2 separate regions of the Triticum aestivum genome follow, and region 1 is linked to region 2. The links are chromatin contacts, called in public Hi-C maps. All regions are on one chromosome and are shown on one strand. Each heading gives the region's core, a stretch centred on a gene start, on an enhancer-like site or on the middle of the called end of the contact. The rest is flanking DNA. Distances are from core to core; before and after follow the strand shown.

Evidence for each region. A called contact is a pair of places that touch in the nucleus more often than the background predicts.
Region 1: a contact with region 2 is called in a Hi-C map of leaf, with 6 times the contacts expected there. The contact joins the promoter of LOC123045016 here to the promoter of LOC123045013 in region 2. A contact is called at or near these places in 3 of 5 Hi-C or Micro-C datasets (all in leaf).

Annotation. Positions count from the first base shown.
Region 1 is chr2B:378,159,794-378,165,470 of IWGSC CS RefSeq v2.1, forward strand. It overlaps LOC123045016 (glycosyltransferase BC10-like), which reads left to right and starts at 3,631. Exons shown (of 2, transcript XM_044467924.1): 1 at 3,631-4,993; 2 at 5,519-5,677. The coding sequence starts at 3,859. The coding sequence ends at 4,956. It overlaps LOC123039225, which reads left to right and starts at 5,344. Exons shown (of 9, transcript XM_044462478.1): 1 at 5,344-5,365; 2 at 5,519-5,600. The coding sequence starts at 5,344. It overlaps LOC123045015 (a long non-coding RNA gene), which reads left to right. Exons shown (of 4, transcript XR_006420951.1): 4 at 1-302.
Region 2 is chr2B:377,797,386-377,803,317 of IWGSC CS RefSeq v2.1, forward strand. It overlaps LOC123045013, which reads right to left and starts at 1,840. Exons shown (of 9, transcript XR_006420944.1): 1 at 1,367-1,840; 2 at 1,059-1,237; 3 at 927-979; 4 at 685-762.

The DNA of each region.
Region 1 (5,677 bases), core at 2,381-4,880, 360 kb after region 2:
CTACACCCTCATGAAGGAAGTGTGACAGAATCATAACCAGGGACATCCAGTTGGCATCACAATCCATTTTGCAAGCCACAAATGGCAGCTTATGTGTGCTCAACTATAATACTGAGATTGGTGTGCTGTTATATGAATGTCTACTACCTTAATAGAGTTTGTGAGAGTTTATAACGTCTTGACATTGTATAATCCTTAATGGTTGTAAAGAGTTGTGTGTACTCAGAAATCATCCTCGTATGTGTTGATCAAAGTAATAATCTAAAAAGTTATTTTTTGTGAATGCATTAATTGGAGCATAATACCGTCTTCATTGAGAATGGTTGTCTTATAATATCATATTACGTGCTTTCATATTAGTTGATACGATCCATTTTATAATATTCAGTGCATCATGGAATGCGATGTTAACATATTTGTGGGGGTAATTATCTTTACAGTTAGATATCATCCCGCTTTCTCAAATAATACATGTCAACCTTCCTGAAGATGGACGGGTGCGGCAACGCGCACTTTCATGGTCTAGTATATATATATGAGGGAGAGGGCACCACACAAGGCCACGACAATCTCTTAGCCGTGTGCGGCGCCACTCTCCACAGTTTCGTTCCTTGGTCATATTTTCAGAGTGCTTAGGTGATGCCCTGCGAAGATAGCATCACCATCACCATGTCGTCGTGCTGTCGGAACTCATCTACTATTTCACCCATCTTGCTGGATCAAGAAGGCGAGGACGTCATCGAGCTGAACGTGTACTGAAGCGGAGGTACCGTATGTTCGATACTAGATCGGCAATATTTGCCACCTTGGGTAGATGTCATCCGTAAGATAGTAGCCATAGTTGTATGTATGGCCATTTGCTACAAACTCCACCGGTGTAGTTTTATCATTTGCAATCTTATTCATGAGTGGTGACCGATTAAGAACCTTGATGTCATTCAAAGATCGAGGAATTCCAAAAAAATATGCCAAATCCAAGTCTCGTGATCGGCCACCACTTCAAGAATTATAGTGTAACCCTTTTTCTGGTCGTGGAATTGTCCATGCCATGCCTTAGGACAGTTCTTCCAACTCCAATGCATGTAATCTATTGAGACAAGCATACCTTGGAACCCACGAGCTTTATTCATCTCCAAAAGCCTTACGGTGTCTTCAGCATTGGGAGCTCTCAAATATTCCGGACCAAACACTTGCACAATTCCGTTTGCGAAGCGCTTGACACACATGATGGCTTGACCATGGCTAAGCGGTCATCAACGAGATCCACCGGAATACCGTATGCCAACATACACAAAGCAGCGGTCACCTTTTGAAAGGTGCTATGCCCGAGTTCTCCAACGGCATTCCTTCTTTACTGAAAAAACCGATCATGGCTCGCCAGTTTCTCCACAATGCGTTTGGACAACGCGATGCCCCTCCTAAAACGGCACCGAAAGTAGGACTCGGGGTATATGCGATTCTCCACAAAATAGTACCTCATCAATCTGTTGTGGGCATCGATCTTATCCCTCCATAATTTCTGACGACCCATAACCGAACCATCGTGCTTCATCTTTTTATTGACATGCATAGCTAGGATCATTGCGAGGTCTTCGTCCTCTTGAATATCAAATTCTTCATCGGAAGAATCATAGGACAAGCTCATCTGCAATATTGAATTTAAACTAGTTTTAAGACTACAAACAACATGCACCAAATTCATCTACAAAATATAAAGTTGAAGCAATACATACCTTGCAAGCATTTTGTCAAACACCTTATGGGCACTGACGTGCAAACGGCCGCCGAGCGCTGTTCGTTGGAGGAAGGGTGCGCTCGAGGGGCGGCGGCAAGGAGAGGAGGTGGAGGAAGCAGCAGCGGCGCGCGGGGATAGGCGGGGAGCGTCGACGGGTCACCGGAGCGAATGGGGAAGGTGCGTGCGGCGGCGCCTGGATGTCTCAGATCTGGCGGTTGGTGAAGTCGCGTACGAATCGTCGCTATCCAGCGTGCCGGAGCGGATGTAGCAAATACACCGCGTGCGATGCCGTTTTCCTCCGCGCACTGAACCAATTTTACCCCGCACACAATTATTGCGCGTCTGAGTGCTCGTTTCAGCCCGCGCGCAATAACATGATTTTTTTTCCAACGCGCGACTTATTTCCAGCGCACGCGGGAGATGATTAAAAAAGGTGTAGCTAGGACTCATCTAGATATGACATAACTATGTCACATCTAAGCATGACATCACACAGCATCAGCAAAAAGCAATTAAAAATATATTTTGTACAAATCTTGAAGCCCCTTATTATGTGATGAACTACTTAGATGTGACATTTTTAAAAAACATCTAGATGTGAATTAGTCATTCTGATTGAAAAAACACGTTACCGGCTACCCAGAGCATGTGGAGTCTTCATTTTAAAAGGTCAGCAAGCAGCTAAAAAAAGGTCAGCAAGCGACTCAAACCATGTAGGTCAAAGCATTGAACTATGGGTGACCATAAAAATGAATGCGCCCTCTTCATCGTCATGGGACGGATACGGACTGATACACTTGTGCACTGGGTGGTGGAGAAGAGTGACACAGCATCTGATGATGCATATATGGTTTTTTAGCACAGCATGGTTGGCAGGCGGACACGAACCTTGGTCTCTGCATGCTCCACACGTGTGATATGGTCGAGTTTCGAGCAGACTCCAGCTTGATGCCAAGGCAAGGCATGCATGGGACACGCGGGCGTGCAGAGGATGCCGATCGATGCGCTGCCGCTGCTGGCTACGGATACCATACCGATAGACACATGCGCGTCTCCTCTGCCCTGCCGTGCATTCGGCGAGCCAGTTCGCAGTGAGCTTACCTACCCTGCTGATCTCAACATTGAATTCCTCGGTTGCTGGCAAAATTCTCCGTGAGAAAGTGGTATATCAATACTGTACTTGCCTGAAGAAAAGCGAAACTGACGGGGCCCAAATTAGGGTGCGTTTGGTTGCAAGGGCGGTAATGAATGGGTTGGGATCGTTCAGAAAATAGACATGTTTGGTTATAAAGCACATGAATGGTTCGAGCCAAAAAAAGAGAATATGCCATGAAGATGCTGAACCGTTCCACCCAACCAAATCGGTCGAATCAAATGGCCGCCCTTTGCATGCATGACTATGTGAGCATGACTGGTGGTCCCGTCCTAAATAATTAGCTCACCACTTATATTCAGCCAAACACATGAATTGAATGGTTCAATCCCAAAAAAATTGAATGGTCCCAACCCATTCATACGACACATTCAACCAAACGCATCCTTAGGCAACTGGTTCGGATCCGATTCCCCACTAACACACCGCCCGATTAACAAAGAAACCGCACTAGGACACAATATCTTGGCAAATCGCATCCGACGGCCCGTATTCATCCTTACCCTCAAACTCGGCCCGACAGCCATCCATCCGCCTTCCTCGCCCTGCCTTGCCCTCCAAAAGAAAAATAGTACTCCACACCCACTGCCACAGAGACCCCACCAAACCACGGGCCTGCATGTCACGGACCGAAGCAAAGAAAATCCCGTGGCGCACTTGATATTCATTCCTGCCTTGCCTCCCTAAAAAAAACTTGATATTGCTGCCACGTCGGTGTCCGCCGAGCTGAGAGTGAAACAAAGACAAAGAGAAGGAGAAAGCGATAGGAGAGGCGGACGCGAGACGGGACTAGCGCCACTCCATTCCACTTCCCTCCCTCGCTTGCCTTCCTTCCTTCCTTCCTAGCGTAGCATTCCCTATAGAAACCCTCGATTCTGATCGCCGGGATGAGGTTCTGACCCCCGATTCGGTCCGTCGATTGTGATTTCCCCTCGATTTCGTGCGGGATTAGTGGCCGGAATTAATCGCCATGACGGCGTCGTCGCCGATGGTGCTGTCCCTCCTGCTCTTCGCCTCGCTCACGGCGCTGCTCGTCCTGGCCCCTCGCACGGCGTCGCCGCCGCTGCCGCTGGCCGTGGTGGTTGGGGACGAGGAGGCGCCGCCGGCCGCCGCTGGTGCTGCTGCGGGGATCAGCGGCGGAGGGGCGGGAGTTGAGGAGGGACCGGAGGACCTCGCGCTATACCGGCGCGTGACGCTCGACGCCGGCGAGGGCGCGGCGGTGGCGTCCAAGGTGGCGTTCATGTTCCTGACCAACTCCGACCTCACCTTCGCGCCGCTTTGGGAGCGCTTCTTCGCGGGGCACGCTGACCAGTTCAACGTCTACGTGCACGCAGACCCGGCGGTGCGGCTGCGGCTCCCCCCTACGCCTTCCTTCCGGGGCCGCTTCGTCGCGGCCAAGCCGACGCGGCGCGGGGACCCGAGCCTCATCGCTGCGGCGCGGCGGCTGCTTGTCGCCGCGCTACTCGACGACCCGGCCAACGCCTACTTCGCGCTGCTCTCGCAGCACTGCGTCCCGCTCCACTCCTTCCCGCGGCTCTACGAGGCGCTCTTCCCGCCCAAGGCCGCGCACCACCACCGCCTCCCGAGCTATATCGAGGTGCTCACCGGCGAGCCCCAGATGCCCGCGCGCTACGTGGCGCGCGGTGACGACGCCATGCTCCCGGAGGTGCCCTTCGACCGGTTCCGCATCGGCTCCCAGTTCTTCACGCTGGCCCGCCGCCACGCCGTGCTAGTCGTCCGCGAGCGCCGTCTCTGGCGAAAGTTTAGGGAGCCGTGCCTGCCGGAGTCGCAGGGCTCGTGCTACCCGGAGGAGCACTATTTCCCGACGCTTCTCGACATGGCCGACCCCGCCGGCTGCACCCGGTACACGCTCACGCGCGTCAACTGGACCGACAGCTTCGAGGGCCACCCGCACACGTATTCCGCGCCAGAGGTGTCGCCGCGGCTCATCGCCGAGCTACGCCAGTCCAACAGCTCCACCTATGAGCACATGTTCGCGCGCAAGTTCGCGCCCGACTGCCTTGGCCCGCTCATGGCCATCGCCGACACCGTCATCTTCAAAGATTGATCGATGCGGTGCTCTGCATCATAGATACACGTAGGAGGTACGTTCTGACGCCTGATTTCTGTAACGTTTCAAGGTTCTAGACACTACTGATTGGTTATGCTCGTGAGCCATGCGTGTATTTCAATCACAAAATAATTTGCAGCCCGTAGATGATCGAAACATATTGCAAATGTCATTTCACTCCCCAAATTCATTTAAGATGCTGCAACATGACTGAAGAACACTGAGTACTTCTTCTGGGAAAAATCTCCTATCTACTTTAGTTTCCATATGTAAGCATGTTGCTTCGTTTAATTCGAGACGAAATCGACAACTCGATTAGTCTTGTGCTCTCTTGATGGATGAGATCATGCGTGTACGTGTCAGAACTCAATAGTCAACAGCGATATGCTGAGACCCCCTGAGTGCCGTATTCAACGACTGTAACGCAGTGTACTGCTACGCATTGTCTTGCCTTTTGACTAGTTTTCCCTTCAGATAGAGTAGTTGGCTCGCTGTATAGTTCAGTTCTATTGGCGAAATCGAACTACTCCTGGCTAAGAAACCTCATTTGCTTTTGCAGGTCTATCCGTTGAGAGTTGCGCGTGCGAGAAGACGAAAGCAGTGTCGTTATTCTCCGTTGAATCTTCACACGGTTCAGACTGGTGCTTTGCCTCTGTGCCCTCCACCGTTCTTCTCCTCCTGGTACTTCTATGTAGACTTAAGTGGCAACAACCTAATG
Region 2 (5,932 bases), core at 590-3,089:
CTGGATCGTAGATTCATGTGTACCTATAGAAAATAGGAAAGGGGACATGAAATTATGTTGATAGAAATATAAATTCAATTGTGTGATTACTAATTCAAATTAAAAATAAATTCATGAGGTGTCACTGGCAGCAGAACCTACACCTCACAAAGTAAAACCTGCCACCAGCGGCAAGGCAGCTAAGCAAAGTAATTCGGTAGTTCTAATGAAACTAAAGATCTTAAGCCAGGAGAGCCCTTCAAACTGAACCAAAACAACTGAATCATCGCTAACAATTTTCCTTACATACATGCATACCTAACTAATGCACATGTGCTAACAAAAGAACATAAGAAAATCGTTGCTTTATAATATAAAGCGGCGGGAAACCCTTTTTCCTAAGAACATAAGAAAACATCAACGAATAATTATTCAGAAGTCAACATGGCTGAGAACCCAGGGATCTAAATAAGACGTGTGCAGATCCCATTTTTATGCCTAGGTAGTCAATTATACCAAGAAACAAAATGAGATGGGTATTGCCTCCAAAATCGTACCAGCAACTTTACCATGTTATACAGAGAACCTCTCAACTATAATTTAATTGACAATAGTAACAGTCTCCAGCTATAGTAGCAGGGCCGAATTCTCTCAACTATATATTGCAAAAAGGGTTGTCGTAGTCTCCAGCTTGGCTGGTTTTACCTTGAAAAAAATTGCGATTTAGAAAAGCAGCGTGGGTTTTCTGAAGAAGCTCTTGTACCCAGTCAATAGTCCCATTGCCTGATTGGAGTGAGGGAGAAATGCAGGTAAGAAGAATGAACAAGCATCCTGAAGTGAGAGTAGTAAATAACCAAGAAACCAATAAAAAACAGAAAGAACATTCACTATCAGACAGTATAACTTGGAAATGAAAACTATCTAGGCAGATTAGAGATAGAGCTCACCTTGTTTTTTTTCCTCTTCCTCAAGATCCTTCCTCTTCTCTTCTTCGTTCGATCTGCACACATCTTGTTTAGAAAAAAATAAAACAAGATATCCAAATTAGATTAAAGAACCAAGGGAAACAATAGGGGAACCTGCATGAGTTTTTCTTCTGCATCTTCCATGGATGACGAATATCACAAAGAATGTTGAGATCCATCGTGGCCTCACCTTCTGCCGAGGACGACAACGACGAAGGCACCATGGACCACCGCTTCACTAGCATCACCGCCTGCTGCGGCTGCTGCTCCCCTCATCCCCAGCGGCGCCACCACTAGAACATGAGAGGAGGTGAGCAAAGGTGACGGCCTCTATCACCCCGCGGCGCCGGTGACCGCCAACTCCAGATCGAAGAATTGGGAGGAAACGAGGAGTTGAGAGGAGAGGTGGCGGCCAAGCTCACCTTGACATCTTCCAAGCTCCTCCCATGCGCACCATCTTCAGCCGTCAGGATCTCATCCATGAAGATGCTGCTTTTCCCTATCGCTGGCCTCTCCTCCACCCCGTCAGGCGTCCGTTGCCCGGTCTTCGGCCTCGCTGAGCGGGTGGTTGTGGATGCAGTAACTGTGGGGATCAAGGGGAATGGGGCTAGGGTTTGGGCGACGGCTGGCACGGAACTGAGAGGAGGGAGGGGGCCGATGACACGGCGGAGGAGAGGAGGTGGCCAAGGTGAGCGGGAGAAGAGGGGCGGCGACATGGGAGAGGATGGAGGGAGAGGATGGAGGTCGGATGGAGCAGGGGCAGCGACCGCGGGATGGTAGGAAAGGGGGCTAGGGTTTGTGGCGGTTGAGGGAGAGAGATCGAGGAGGGAGGAAGGGTTGCGGCGTGCGGGCGATTGGATTGGGCCAACTGCACCCACGGCCCCGCAAATGGCGTGACGCGCACGCGGCGTGCGGGGAGAGGGCGCACCTGCACCTCGAAATGGCTCACCCAGCCAACAGGAACAGAACACGAGCCCACCAGTCGATGGGCATGAGAACTTACCACGCGGTCAAAACCACCGGCGAGAGCAACGAGCATCTAACGGCCCAAACAAAGTCAAAGACCAGATTGACCACGATCCAACGGCCAACGAAGGCTGAAATTGGGGGAGCCTCCTGGAGGTGAGTTGGCTAGCCTCTTTTTTGTTTTAAATGTGGGTGTATTAGCTATATATGTCCTATATAGAGAGGGTGAGACCTCTCTATGGATTGATCGATGTGGATGTGGGAAAGAGGGTGAGACCTCACTGGATATATCAATTAATCGGTTTGTGTGGAAAACTATGAAAGACCTAGCTATATACACACACACATACAGGAACATCGATCGTTGCGCATGCACGCGTGAGAGATAAAGAATGCCCGATATGATGGAGAGGGGGATGTGTGTGGGTGTGTGCCTTCATGGGAGACCGACCTGAAGAAAAAGATTGCATGTGTGCGATGGATAATGCCGAATGGTAGTGTGTGTGCATGCATGCACGAGAGAAAGTTAGTGCTACAATTATAAAGAGAAGACGACTGTGTGGGTGTAAAAGACTAGGTGAGGTCATAATCAATGTAAAGTTGAATTCAAATATTTGAATAAGAGATCATGATGTTTGAAACCCATGCATGCATGAATATAACGGAGATCTGCGCGGTGTGGTTTGGAAACGAGCATGTTGTAATGTATACACATTGAGCAAGGTCAGACTGATTTGAATTTGAGATACCGATGGCAAACATCATTTGGCCACATTGCATCCGTGCATGGACACACTATTCTAATTGGAGATGATGGGTGGCTTTCGCATCACATATCTATATCCATAAACCTATATATATATATATATATATATATATATATATATATATATATATATATTATATTTTTTATATTGTGTGCGGGTAACTTTTACTTTGAAAGATGGTTGTTGGATGAGGCGAATCCGATGGTGCAGAGATGGCAAATTTGAGCACTACTGGCCGTTGGATATCATCTATATTCCACCAGATTTCGCCACATGTACAATCTAGAAAACTCCATGGTTGAACTTAAGCATAATGCACAAACCTCAAAACACAGGCACTTCTTCTTTGTTCTAGAATCTTTCGTATCAGAATTGCCCAAATGTTTTTCTACATGATTTGCCATTATTTGTTTTTACTTTATGTCTTACAACGCACAATTCCATGAATCTTAAAATAGATTAACTTTCTTATAAAAACTAGATGATTTTGAATGAAATGAACTATAAGAATTAAACGAACATCTACATCATGCATATATGACTCAAAGCTTACATGCTATAATGTGGTATTTATTCATAATTTGGTTGCCAAATCTCATGCGTGCAATGCACGTGTACCTTACTAGTCTAAATGATGTTTGTGTGTGTGTTGTGCGTGTTGAGGTGCAAATTATTTTTTTGGTACATGTTAAGCTTGTTCTCCCGAAATTTCAAGCCGCGCCTTGTTATGCTGAAATTTCAAGCTAGCATCTCTGTCTATCGTGCTGCAAAACTCCCGCCTCTACAACCCGCGCCTTGTTATTCCGAAATATTTAAGATATATCTTTGTCTCGTTGTGCTCCGACAACACCCTCCATCTCAACCCGCGCCTTGCTATTCCAAAATTACAACGCGCACGAAAACTCCCACCTACTATGAAATCCCGACACGCGAAATGCCCGTGGTACCCCTGAACCGAAAGAAACACCTCAAATTGGTGGGGTACTTTCGTAACTTACCCCACATGTCGGACAAGTGCTTCCCTAAGCCATGGTTCCCCACTCCCATCCCATCCGCCCACCCATTCATACACCGAGGCCGTGAAAACCCACGAAGCCCCACACCCTCCTCCGTCCGCCACCTAGCCGGAGCCTCTTCCCCGACGACGTCGTCCACAGAAACACCTCGACGTCCCTCATCCACCGTACCGGATGATGATCCATCATCGATCTCGTCGTCCCGCCGGTTCAGCCACCCCGTCCTCCACCTCCAAGGAGTTGTCCCAACGTTTCCCTCGTCTTTCACACCACCTCCATTACCACACCGCCGTCTTCACCTGCACCACCGGAAGAGCATCATCATCACCGTTTCCTCGGATAAAGTTGCGGCCTAATCGGCGCCACCAAAGAGGTTGTACACTAATCGCCGCATTTTCTTCTTGATTCGATCTCACGGTACTGCCGGCGCTCGGTCCCGAGCCGACACGGCGTGACTCCATCCACGGCGGCGGTGCCGGCCACTTCCTCCACGACATCGCTCCCTCAGCGGCGATGTCCACATCAGTAGGACCTGCTGCTGCTTTAGCTCTCGCTCGCGCTGCTGCTCTGCTCTTGCTCTTCCCCTACCTGGTCTGCTCTTGCTATTGCTCTTGCTCTTGCTGCTGCTCTCACTCTTGCTCTTGCTTGCGACGCTACTCCAATTTAGCTACACTTCAGTCAGCTGAATTGACTTTTGGGTCAGTCCATTTTTAGGGGGGTGGCTCGCCGGAGTGAAGGAAGAACCAGCCGCAGCGGGGAGGGGGGCTCGCCGGAGAGGTACCCCACTATCTATCTTAAGGTTCACGGTGGGGGCGGTGGTCGCCGGTGGTGGTGGGGCGGTGGCGTGAGGATCGCCGGAGAAAAAGCTCGGCACGAGGGGGGGCTAGAGGGATGACCGGGGCGACGGCGGGCCGACGGTGGGGAGTGTTTTCAAGGCGGGCGGGACGATGGGGGGCTGCTGTTTGGCCGGTGGTGGCTCACGGCTCAGGGGGGTGGAGGTTGAAGATGAACTGCAGGCCCTTGATTTCGTATCCAACGGTGTCGGATTTAGGGTTTCGGCAGACCCTTGAGGTTCGAACACTGGGGTGCGCGCGGAGGTTTCGCCTTCTACCTACCTGTTCCTTACCGAATCGCTGGGACTAAAACTACCAGAAGAACAGCACAAGAGACACGGGGTTTATACTGGTTCAGGCCACCATTGTGGTGTAATACCCTACTCCAGTGTGTGGTGTGGTGGATTGCCTCTTGGGCTGATGATGAACAGTACAAGGGAGAACAACCTCGCGAGGGTCTGTTCTTGCGGTGGTGTTGTCCCTTTTGAGGGGTTGATTCTCGATGCCTAGATACTATGGTGGCTAGTCCTATTTATAGGCAAAGGCCCTGGGCCTCTTCCCAAATATTGAGCGGGAAGGGCGCCAACAATTGGCCATTTTGAAGGGGAACATCTGGTACACTTATCCTGACTAAAGTTGGTCCTCGCCTGTCAAAGGCTCTGGTGGTGACGCCGGCTTGGGCTCCACGGTGACCTCCATCCTGCCGTTGGACTGGTCTTGGTCTTGTTGCACCGAAACGGATGCCTTTGCTTGATGCTCTCGCTTGTGCTTGCTCCCCTTGCACCAAAGAGGAAAGAAGGACATTGCGCGGGCTGGTGCCCGGCTGGCGCCCTTGGTCGTCATGGCTTGCGTCATGGGCACCTCGCGAGGTACCCCGCCTTGAACTCTCCGCCTCCTCGTGAACCAGCCTGATGAGGCCGTGCCTGAGGAAGCTCCTTGTTATCCGCCCCGCGAGGCTTGGCCCCTTGTGAGGGTCTTGAGGTTGTGTTGGTGAAGATGGGCCGTGCTGGGCCCCCTTTGAGCCACGCCGCAGGCCGCAGGCAGGCAAGTCTGGGGACCCCCGTTCCCAGAACGCCGACAGTAGCCCCCGGGCCCAAGGCGCGCCCGGACTTGGCCGAGCAGAGAGGCGAAAGGGCAAGTGTGAAGCGTCGCGGGCCCTAACAGCCTGCGGCCTTGGGCGCCGCGTGGCAGTTGATTGGACGCGGGTGGCACTGTTCCCCCACGCCTCCTCATTTGGTGCCAGGCTAGGCGGACTTGCAGTTGTACACATCCACTCCCCTTTCCGTTGCTCGTGCGCCCTCTGTCCTTCCTCCTTTCGAACTCCAGCTTCTGCTTCGAAGCCAATCTCGAACCTTTCCTCCCCCCTTCCGTCGCCATGCCTCCGACGAAGAAGGGGAGAGGGAAGG